2 separate regions of the Mus musculus genome follow, and region 1 is linked to region 2. Evidence: chromatin contacts called from public promoter capture Hi-C data. All regions are on one chromosome and are shown on one strand. The core of a region is the stretch at or near the end of the contact, and the rest is flanking DNA. Distances in the headings are between cores, read along the strand shown. Region 1 overlaps Acsl1 (acyl-CoA synthetase long-chain family member 1). Region 2 holds the start of Snx25 (sorting nexin 25).

Region 1 (5,630 bases), core at 2,486-4,985, 360 kb before region 2:
GCCTTAAGTTTGTCTTGTTATTAATTAGAAAAAAAATGATTACTTTAAAAAGTGGTCATTTTAGGTTAAAAATTAATAAAGCTGAGTTCTAGTGAGTGGCAAGCACACTGGAGAATCCATGAGTGATTTAATTTGTAGCCGAATGAAAATGCATAAAATGAAAATAAAATATATGGCTGGGTAGATGCATATAGGAGTAAAGTCAGACGAAGCAGATGTGTTAAAACTTTAACCATAGACTCTTTAGTAGGAAGGTGGGAACATGACTGTATGCTGTAGTACTCAACAGTATGTATGTCAGAAATGTTCATAATTAGGATATAAAGGTGCAAATATTCCAAAACACTTATGTTCTGCCTTGATGCTACAAATATAGGTATTATTGTAAATATAGATTAATGTAAATGACCCCCAGGATCAACTATAATTTACATTCTTTTCTTCTCACTTTTGATTTATAAAAATGTCTAAAATGCATAAATTACATTAAGCAGCTAAGTGTAAAACAGGATTTCAGTATAAACTCTGCACTACAATCTTCATTCATTCATTCATTCCTGTTTTAATTTTCATTCAGTCGTTAAAAAAGGCAAGAGGAAAGAACAGGTCATGTGTGCCTCTCAGAAGAGGGGACCAAAAGGCAGTCAGGGGAAAAGATTTCAATAGCACGAAAGACTACAAGTAAAAAAACAAAAATAAAAACCAAACCCACTCCAGTATGAACGTCTAGGTAAAAAGCTAGCTGCACTCTAAAAGTGAGGCCTAGGCAAAAACACATGTGGAGTTGTCCTCTGTGCACCATGTGCATGCGTGTGGACATACACACACGTGCATGTCAGCGTTGGAATAATGAGTTGCCCTGACTACTGGTTCCTTAGCAAAGGCTCCACAGGCCCTGCTCTGCAGCCTCTCACTCTCTGTAGAAGGAGAACTAATAAAAAGTAAAACCATATTTCTAATGGTTTTCACAAAAAGATGTACACCTTCCATGACAGCGCAGCTTCTTCTATATGATGTGACCCTATCACCTACGATGCCCCTGTGAAAGGGTCTTCCACTGGCTTCCTTGCCTCCTAACCGAAGGCCAGCCAGTGTTGGGGTCAGATCATATGCACCCCACTGGTTCTAGAACAGTTAAGCTTAAACTGAAAATAAACCATTATCAAAAATAAAAACAGAGAGATCCATAAATAAGTTGTACCAGATAGTTTTGTCAACTTGACACAAGCTAAAGCCATCTGAGAGAAGGGAGCCACAATTAAGAAAATGCCTCCATAAAGTCTGCCTGCAGGCAAGCCTATGAGAATGTTTTAAATTAGTGATCAATCGGGGAAGAGTCCAGCCCATGGTGGGGGTGCCATCCCTGGCTGGCGGTCCTGGGTTCTGGAAGAAACCAGACTGAGCAAGTCATGAGGTGAAAGCCAGTAAGCTGCACCCCTCTATGGACTCTACATCAGCTCCTGCCTCCAGGTGCCTGCCTGACTTCCTTCAATGATGAGTAGTGATGTGGAAGTATTAGCCAAATAAACTCTTTCTTCCCCATCTTGCTTTTGGTTACAGTGTTTCATCACTGCAATAAGAAGCCTGACTAGGATGGAAACTAATCAGGAATCCATGATTGAAATTCACTAAGACCTATAGAAGAAACCTGGGGAAAGAAATGATGAGGGGGCATGATGGCTCTGTGGAGGCACTTGCCATTCAAGACTGACGGACGGCACCCAAGTGGAGAAAGGAGAGCATCAACGCCACCAACCTGTCCTCTGATATCCACACCTGTACCATAACACACACACACACACACACACACACACACACACACACACACACAGAGGGGGGTGGGGAAGGGAGAGTCAACAGAGGGACAGGCAAATGATGAGACAGACTTCTGTGTCTGGCTTGGTTTCAGAGGCAAAGGCAGTAAAGACTCAATAGAGCATACAAACTAGACACATCCACTTGTGTGATGTTGAAGGTCCCAGTGTCTACTGGTACCAAGGAAAAATATGAGGACGACAGTTCCCTTCCTGAGGCTTCTACAAGTGACATATTAAACTAATACTGGGAACTGGGCATGGTATGGTGGTGAGCTTAACATAAGCCAACTTGACACAAACTGGGGCCATGTGGGAAGAGGGAACTTCAATTGAGAAAAGGCTTCTATCAGACTGTCTATGAGGGAATTCTCTTGATTAATGATTGATGAGAGGACCTGGTTCCCTGTGGTGGTAGCAACTCTGGGTAGGTTGTATAAGCAAACAAACTGAGCAAACTATGGGGAGCAAGCTGGTTGACAATTCCTCCATGACCCTCCTGCCCTGATGTCCTGTCATGATAAACTGTGATGGGGACATGAGGCCACACACGTAAACCCTTTCCTCCCCCAGTTGCTTTTGCCCATGATTTTTAACATAGCAGCAGAAACTTAACTAGGACAAGTGAACTCATTCCTGTGATCCCAGCATTTGGGAGACCAAGGTAAGAAAAGACTGCTGCAAGTTCAAGGCTACCCTGAGCTCCACAGTGGGCTCTAGACCAGCCTCAACTACAGAGGTGGACCATCTTAAAAAAACGAGGCCAAGCAAAACAAAACCCAGAAGCAACTCTTAGCACGCAGGCCTAACCCTGGTCCAATAGGCAGGTGGGAATTTTGTCCCGTATCTTTAGGTGGCTGAGCAGCACTGGGATGACAGTGGCATTGGGTACCATACCCAGCCCTTCAGAGACAAGGCCGTATGGAAGGACTCACCTCCAGAGCTTTGAGGCTGATGATTTCCACCCCACACTTCTTGCCTCGTTCCACCAGATCACTGCCGTAGGAGTCCATGATGACTATGATTTTAAGGCATGGTGTTAACTTGTTTTCTACACCTTCTAATAAGAGTTTGGCTTTTTCTGGCTTGTCAGCAAAAATCACAGAGAGTTCAGCTGTAAATGAAGAGGTGATAAGGAGTGAGCCCTAGGATGCTAAAAGCTTGACACACAAACACTAGCATGCCAGAGTGATGCACACTGAAACGTAATATCCCCTTCCAAGCAGATATATAAATGTAAAGTCATCGAATCAAGCCTATACCTAGGGCTATGGTGGCACAAAGACAAAGACATACCTTTGTTCACTATGTAGGTGATGGCGTCAGCTCCAAGGGTGTCATAGAGCGGGACGACCACCATTGAGTAAGAGAAGCATCCTTGCTCGACGATCACCCACTGAATGGTAAAAGTCACAGAGAGAGAATGAGATGGCTCCCCAGAATCACTCACTGCCAAGGGCAATGCTCAGAGAGTCAAATTAGAAGCATCCACTGCAGCAAACTTAACGTCTGTCTCCCACCGTGTGCCAGGTTCCAGGAGAGTTCAAAGCAAACAAGAAGACTTGCTCCTCCTTTTAAACTTTTTCATATTCTTGAAATCTTCTCCTTATATCCCTTTAAAAATTAATCTTTAAGTTTGCATACAACAATCTGCCCTTCCTTAAAATCAAGCTGTACTGATGTAAGCGTTTGAGGAAACGATCATTACAGGCTAAGACAGCGGAAAGTGGTCTTGAAAAAAAAAATCCCCTTAGTAAAGTGACCAGGGACAGCAGTGATACAGTAACTGGGTCACCTTACCACTAACCTCAGCTGCCTAGAACTGACTGATCTCCCAGGCACATGTGGCACTGTCCCTCTTCAACTGCAAGACACGCCCTTATCTCAGCTGCACTTTTCAAATGGCATACAGGATGCTGATCACAGCACAGAAAAGGGAGCAGCTGCCGTGGGAGAGGACCGATCCGTCACAGGCATGTGGTGTGGACTCGGCGCTGTGCCTGTGGTTTTTGCTTTGTTTTAAGATTTCCTCCAAGACTCTACTCAGGATCTCTCCTTGGCTGGGCTCCCACAGTCCTTTCCTGTATCCACACGTATCACATTTCAGAGAAACCATCAGTAATCTATCCCTTAAAACGAAGGATCTGTTTTGTGGTTTAGGTAGATGATAACAATTCTATTGATGGAAAAAGCTTGGATCTGTCCCTGAGATTCAAAAGAAAACCAAGTCACCCCTTAAGACTAAGCATGGGCCAGCCATAGACAGTGACGATTCTTCAAGGAACATGAGACCCATGGATAGAAGAACTTATAAAACCAGACACAACACAGGGACAGGAAAACCAAGACACTTTTCTGGACATAAGCAGCAATAAAAAAAAAATGATGCTTGAATTTTTCCAAGATAGTTATTGCTGATATAACTTGTTAGCAGTACTTTAAAAGTAACACCCCATTTTAAGTCTTTTTTTTCTAAAATTATTTTTAAGTGTGTGTGTGTGTGTGTGTGTGTGTGTGTGTGTGTGTGTGTGTGTAGGTACCCATAAGACCAGAGGAGTTGGAGCTTTGAGTACTTGTGAGCCACCTGATGTAGGTTCTGGGACGGAAACTCTGGTCTCTGGAGGAGCAGTGTGTGTCTGCTCTGAACTACTGAGCCTTCTCTCTAGCCCCTCAAGTCTCTTTTCTTAAGTACTACGTGTGAGCCTCCATATCCAATCAACAGCTGTAAATCTATAAGGAGAGCAGCTCATAGCGCATATTTCACAGTATCTTAGGTTTGGAAATTTGATCGAAAGGAAGGAAGGCTCAGACCTCTCAGGAGGAAGAGTTTGCTACTAACAAAAATGTATCCGAGCTTCTCTGCTGTAATTTATTATTAACAATTTACTAACCCTGTTTATCCAGTCTCAGAGGTAGCCCTTGAAGGTAAGAAACTTCTGATTTGACACTTTTTTTCTAAGAATTTTGTTTCATGACCTGAATTAAGAAAACTCAAAACAAACAAAACAAAAAATTAAGGGGAGATGATTTTTTTTTTCTCTTGAAAGTTGAAGAGAAATTCTCAGTTCTCATTTTCATACCTGGAACTTTCTAAGACAAACCGCAAAGCCTTATACTCAGCCTAAACCAGAGAACAAAGCCTAGTCCCCAGCAGCTGCAGGGGGAACCACGAAGGGCCCTGGAGACCCAGCACAGTGAGCGGCTCTGCCGGCTCCTGGTTAATACCTCGGGTCTGTTTTGAGAGAAGAGGCCGATGAACTGCTCGGAGCAAGGCTTGAACCCCTTCTGGATCAGCCCGGAGCCTATGCACTCAGCCAGTTCTGCCACCTGCAACAAAGGGAGGCAGAGGCGCCAGTTAGGAAAAAGCAACAATTCTTATTGTAAGAACCTTAAAAGCTCACTGGGTGACAATCTCACTGGGTGACAATCTCACTGGGTGACAATCTCACTGGGTGACAATCTCACTGGGTGACAATCTGGCGTCCTTTCCGCTGCCAGCAACAGAGCTATACAGAGAAGGAGACCTGCGCCTCCTTAAACAACTGCTTGCACAGCATAAGGTTTTACTCACCACAGCTCAGGCTTTGTTTAGGACCTGGCTCTAGGATTCCTTCTATAAAGCAAATTATTCCGGGTTTGCAGGTCACAGACATGGATACAGGGCTTCCTACATATGTGTTTCTATTTTAGTGTTACCAAGTGACAGAGGTCCTGTGTTCTTTGGGGTGGAGATTATTACCTGTTTGTAGTGCCTTGGAAGAATCAGGGTTTTATGCACCCTAGACAAGCATTCTAACACAGACCTTGTCCCCACTT
Region 2 (5,730 bases), core at 2,625-5,124:
AATTTAAAATCTGTTTCTTTTTTAAAGATTAATGACTTTGGATAATTTTTCTTTTTTTCTTTTATTTAAAATAGATTCCTTTCTCCCATAATATATCCTGATTATGGTTTTCCTTCCCTCTACTCCTCCCAGGTCTTCCCCACCTTCCCTCCCATCTGGGTCCATTCCCTTTTGGTCTCCCAGTTGAAAAGAAGAGACTTCTAAGAGACAATAATAAAATACAACATAATCAAATATAATAAGACAAAAACTATCACATCAAAGTTGGGTAAGAGAAGGAAAAGAGCCCAACAGAAGGCACAAGAATCAAAGACCCATTCATTTGCTCATCAGGAATCCCATTAAAGTAGAAGCCATAATATATGTGCAGAGGACCTGGTGCAGACTCATGCAGGCCCTGTGCATGCCGCCTCAGTCTCTGTGAGTTCATATGAGCTCTGCTCATGTTGATTTAGAGGGCCTTGCTTTCTTGCAGTCCTCCATCCTGTCTGCTCTTACATTCTTTCTGGCTCCTCTTCTGAGGGAGTTCCCTGGGTTCTGAGAGGAGGGGTTTGATAGAGACATCCCATTTAGGCTGACTGTTCCAAAATCTCTCTGACTTTGCATAAGCTTTCAATATGAACATTTTTACTTACAAATATGGAACACCACTCACTATAATTTACATATGTTCTGAAATTGCATTGAGAGGTTCACCATCGTGTAAACATTGCCAATACATTCTTAGACAAAGACGAGTGATGTCCACCTGCTTTGTCTGGCATTTAAAAACGGCCATTTCTTCCTTATCTTCATTGGGAGTTCAGTCAGAAGCCACTCATTCCCACTTACATTTCTACAAGATGGTAAAGATTGCCTTAGGGCCTGTCAGAATGCACTAACAAAAATATATACGTGAGATTACTTTCATTTTTAATAGATTTTTAAAAAATTTATTATGACAGTACACTGTAGCTGTCTTCAGACACACCAGAAGAGGGCATCAGATCCCATTACAGATGGTTGTGAGCCACTATGCGAACTCAGAATCTCTGGAAGAGCAGTCAGTGCTCTTAACCGCTGAGCCATCTCTTAAGCGCCCAAGACATTATTTTTTAATTTTCTCTTTCAGCCCTTAAAGCTGATGGGACATGGGGGTTAGAGAGGTGGCTCAGCAGTCCAGAGCATTTGTTGCTTTTACAGATGACCCAGATTTGGTGCCCAGCACCTACACTGGGTGGCTTAAGTTCCCGGAGACTCGATGGCCTCCTCTGAACTCTGGCCTCGTGGCCACATACCAAGTGTACACACCTCCACTCAGGTCCACACACATACACATAAAATATATATAATAAACCTTCTCAAAGGAACTGTTAGGACCCTACAGTGACTACAGGAAAGGGATATTCCAACTCAGATTTAAGGGACTCCAGTTACAATGAGGCACTGATTTTGTGCCTCATTTTCTTCAATGCTTTCTGAGGTCAGTCACGCCCTTCTATCCCTTGGTGTTGCCTCACATCAGTGATCCTCCTGCCATACACACCAGAGCTGGCCTAGCAGTAAGAGAGTGTGTGCTCTGAGGCAGTTGTCAGACTGTGGGTGTGCACATCTCCAGCCCTGCATTACTCTTGGGAACCATACTTACTTCAGTTACAGAGTTGGCCTGCAGTAAACCTTAGGCCAGTTTCCCCTTGCTAATTACACTCACTCCGTTCATGCCAGGGCAACAAGTGTGCTTCTGTTCTCACAGAGCAACAACACTGGACATTCTAGAGCACGGCACACTGGTCTTAGACTCATGGGCTTATGAAACCCTGTTTTTGCTCCTTTGGAATGTGAAATGATAAAGCCATTGAGTTCTTCAGAAATGCTGTGGTACAGAAGTTAAGTGTTGAAACTGAAGGGAGTCTTATGTGGAGAGACACCAAATCCTAGTTCCAAGGTCTACTAGCTTTGCGATTGAGTCAAGTTCCTCTAGTGCCTCTATTTCTCCATCTGTCATCAGGCTCGACAGTATCTGTTGGGGTGGAGATGAAATGTCTAGAGCTTTTCTCTGTAATCACATTTGGTATGAGAAACTCATTATCTTCCTACGTTTTCTTAGCCCATATAAAAGAATGTGATGTTCTGTGAACACCAACTAATATTAAAAAGCGACAAGCTTGGGGTGGGAGAGATAGCTCCGTGGTGAAGAGCACTCAGTGGTCTTACAGCGGAGTCAGGTTCAGTTCCCAGCATCCACATGGTCACGCATAGCTGTTCCTACCTACAGTTCTGGGGACCCCATGTTCGTTTCTTGCTGAGAGCACCACATGCACACGGCACACAAACAAACACAGGCAAGCAAAGCGCTCGCATAAAATAAAATTTAAAAATCTTTTTAGAAATCCTTTTAGAAACATGAGAAACATACTTGTCTTTAAATAGTTATAAAAATAATTCACTTAAATACTACATTCTATTAGAATTAAATTTTAGGTATGCTTTTTAAATCTATGACTTCGTCTCCCACTTGAAATCCATATGCCATTGGGGAAATTTATTATGAAGACCTGGAATGAATACATGGGTGGATTGTTAATGTATACCTGTACCTTTTCTTGAATAATAACTTTTTTGTGTAATACTTTGTTTTAAGCAAGCAAGTAAGCAAGCACTTTATTCATGAGTATTGTGACTTTTTTCCTTTTTTTTGATGAAATGGCACAATACTTATTACAGATGGAACAACCCCTTTACAGAAAAAAACAAAACAAAACCAAAAACCCAGTGTAGCCACAATATATAACACTGCATTGTAACACCTATGTTACTTGTCTGCTACTCGGAGGGCACTACCCATCACCATATTAGCGAACACTGCAAACCTAGGCTGCACACCTTTGATTCCAGCACTCTGAAAGCAGAGGCAAGTAGATCTCTGGGGGGGTCCAGACTAGCCTGGTCCACATAGTGAGTTTCAGGATAGCCAGGTTTACACAGAGAGACCCTGTCACAAAACAAAATAGTACAAGTTAAAGAACCTGGACTTCTTCATCTCAGTGTCATGGGGGTGCTAGCTCCTTATCTGTCAAGCTTCTCTTATTTTCTTATTTCATTTTTTTTTTTTTTTTTGTCTTCTCTACTCTATCTCCTCTCCCAGTGTCTTCAGAAATCCTTCATTTCCATCATCCCTCTAAGACAGTCAACACCCTTTATGGGCTTTGGCAGCTCTGTTACAGTATTGAGCAGCATTTGGACATCTTTCATCTCAGCAAACATCGTCTGTAGACTACCGGCTGCAGTCAAGAGAGGAAAGGAAAATATGTTCTCTCAAAATTCTTTGAACCAGTTTCTTTTGCGTGGGTAACAGCTTTTGTACCGAGTAGTTGTTGGCAACAAAAACACAAAATCGGAGCCAAATCGATTGTGGCAGCTATGTACACTCTCTGGCACTGGGGAGTCTTTCCATAAGTAAGTGGGAACCACAGGCTTCGCTTGACTCCTCCAGGTTTGTCTTAGTCCCCTACCCTTGGGCAGTGGAGTGGGGTCCGTTGGAAGAAAGTAGTAAAAGAGAGGATCAGGGACAGTACGAGGTTAATCAGAGAGCTAGAGAACAAGGCTGGCGTCTGGTATGGGGCTGTAGGCAAGGCGAGGAGCGGAGAGACGAAAATAAGGGGGTACCTGAGCGGAGCTCAACGCAGGCTTCTGACACCTGCAGCAAAATTTTCCACGAACAGACGCGGTCCCCGGGGGGCGGGGGCGGGGCTCGGGAAGTAGCGGGGTCCACTGCGATTGGTCGCGCCCCTTTCCGGCCGCCCCCGCCCCGGGTGGGCGGGGCGACCCCGCCCCACTGTCACTCAGCCGCAGGTCCCGCCCCCGCCCCCGCGCGTCTCGAGCCCTTGGGGTTTCAGTCCCCCTCGCGGTCCCGCTACCTGGGCGCGCCCGGTCGGCGGGCAGCTGCGGGCCCGGCGCGGGGCGGCGGCACCGAGGCGGGAGGGGGGGCGCGGCGGTGTCTGTTGGAGCGGTTCCCGCTCAGGGCCGCCGGCGAGGGCATGAGCGCGGGCTGCCCTTGCCTCGCGAGCGGCGGCGGGAGCGGCGAGGCGGCGGGGCGCCGCGCACAGGCCACGGCCCGGGGCGGCGCCGGGGGGCTGCGGGCCGGGAGATGAGCCTGTCGCCAGCGGCCCAGGAAGCAGCATGCACCGCGATGCCACCGACAGCAGCGGCGCCCGCCGCGGCCCCACGTCCGCCGCAGACGCCTGCCGCGCTGCCCGGGGCTCCGCGGACCGGCCGCGGACGGCGGACGGCCCGGGCTGGGGCTGGCGGGGGCCCGCGGCCGTGGCCGCCCTGGCAGTGCTGGCGCTGTGCTGCCTGGTCCCAGGCTGGGGACCGGCGGCGGGCACGGGGCCGGGCGCCGTGCTGCTGCGCCTCAGCCTGTACCTGAGCTGCGCCGCGGCCGCCTTGCTGCTGGGGACACTGGTCTCGCTCGTCTGCTGGAGCCCGCGCGCCCAGCCGCCGGACTTCGTCTCTTCCTGGAGCCGGCTGGCGGCGACCGTCCGCTGTCCGCTGCGGGTGAGTACCGGTCTCGACTGCCTCGCGTGCCCGCGGCCTCGTGCGCGCGCAGACCCCGGGGGGCTCCGGCCGGGTGGCCCTCCGGCAGCCGAAGCCCGCGGAAGACTGGGCTGCGCGGGCTTGGTCACGCGCGCCGTTTTAGGCGCTGTAGTTAACTCATCCACCATCCTCTGCACAGAGAGATCCATCCAGGCGGGTCTCCGATGTTGAAGTGCAGTTGGTGAGTGCCGAGAAAAATCCGCTTACAGCACCCACGGGAGGCAGGCTTCGCATTCATCACTGATGCTCCTGTTTGGTTCTTCGATCTGTAGTGGTTGGGAGATAACTTTATGACGGCTTACAGAAGAGAAAACTTGGTTAGGTCACCCAGTCCGAGGGAGCTCACTCAATGGGCCCCGTGTACTTCATACCTGTAAGGTCCTGTCTTCCACCATGTTGGTTAAGTTGTCATGCAGCTCAGGTGGATGTCTATTTGAGGGGGTTGAGGGGGTGGCATGCTCACCAGGAACCACTGTCGTTTGTTAAGAGGAAAAGCTGTCCTCAGGCAGGTGTAGGACATCAGGGTTGTGGTTATGTTGCGGAACGTAGGAAAGAACTGGATTTTCAACGTGCTTTGCCCTCCTTCCTACCAACCCTGTTTGCCTTAAATCAAACTTTACCTCCAGTCTGTTTATAATAACCCTTTAAAAGGACCTTCATTTTACCGGACTTGGCTGATTGATATCTTCATAAAACTAAAATTGCCCGAGATCTTGGGAGCCAGAGCAATGGCAGTGGCTCAACTTCATAAAAACGTTTGTTAGAGTGACTGCTGTCCCCAGAGTTTCTATTTGCTTATGGCATGAACCGTTTATTACTTTCTGGAAGAGCTTCCTACTTTTCAAAATGACTTTCCAGAGCCTGTCACTTCAGAATGGCATCCTCACTCATTAGACTCAGGAAACACAGCGGCAGTCTCAAAAGAATAGCAATGCCTGTTCCGCTTAGAAACTTTGATTTGGCTAAACATTTGTGACTATCGTTTGCATTTTAGAGTTGGTGGGTAGATGTGTTCTTCCTTCTATTCTTTTCTCAGTTCTAATAAGTAAGGGTCCTAAAAGTTTACCAGTTAGGTTTTAGACCTATATAAGGCACACCACAGTTTAAATATTATACATACAAACATATACTAAGTTCAGTATAAATTTATTGAGCATC

What was found. Promoter capture Hi-C pulls out the DNA fragments that hold promoters and counts their contacts.
Region 1: a promoter capture Hi-C map of pre-B cells shows a contact between it and region 2, with 2.3 times the contacts expected there. The contact joins the enhancer-like site here to the promoter of Snx25 in region 2. A contact is called at or near these places in 3 of 39 promoter capture datasets (the C10 cell line, hematopoietic stem and progenitor cells and pre-B cells), 2 of 115 datasets of contacts at active chromatin or transcription factors (pro-B cells and stem cell-derived neural progenitor cells) and 2 of 9 other capture datasets (adipose tissue and pancreatic islet).

The regions. Positions count from the first base shown.
Region 1 is chr8:46,510,871-46,516,500 of GRCm38.p6, reverse strand. Acsl1 (acyl-CoA synthetase long-chain family member 1) reads right to left here. Exons shown (of 21, transcript NM_007981.4): 5 at 5,040-5,141; 6 at 3,111-3,210; 7 at 2,750-2,928. Among named protein-coding and RNA genes, the nearest start is that of Cenpu, 38 kb to the left of the region's middle. Within about 2 kb of position 3,735, at least 42 of the 459 cell types and tissues checked have an H3K27ac peak or open chromatin away from gene starts, as enhancers often do. A contact at or near this core is called in pre-B cells and pro-B cells, where this site is marked.
Region 2 is chr8:46,150,585-46,156,314 of GRCm38.p6, reverse strand. Snx25 (sorting nexin 25) reads left to right here and starts at 3,874. Exons shown (of 19, transcript NM_001372342.1): 1 at 3,874-4,533. The coding sequence starts at 4,159.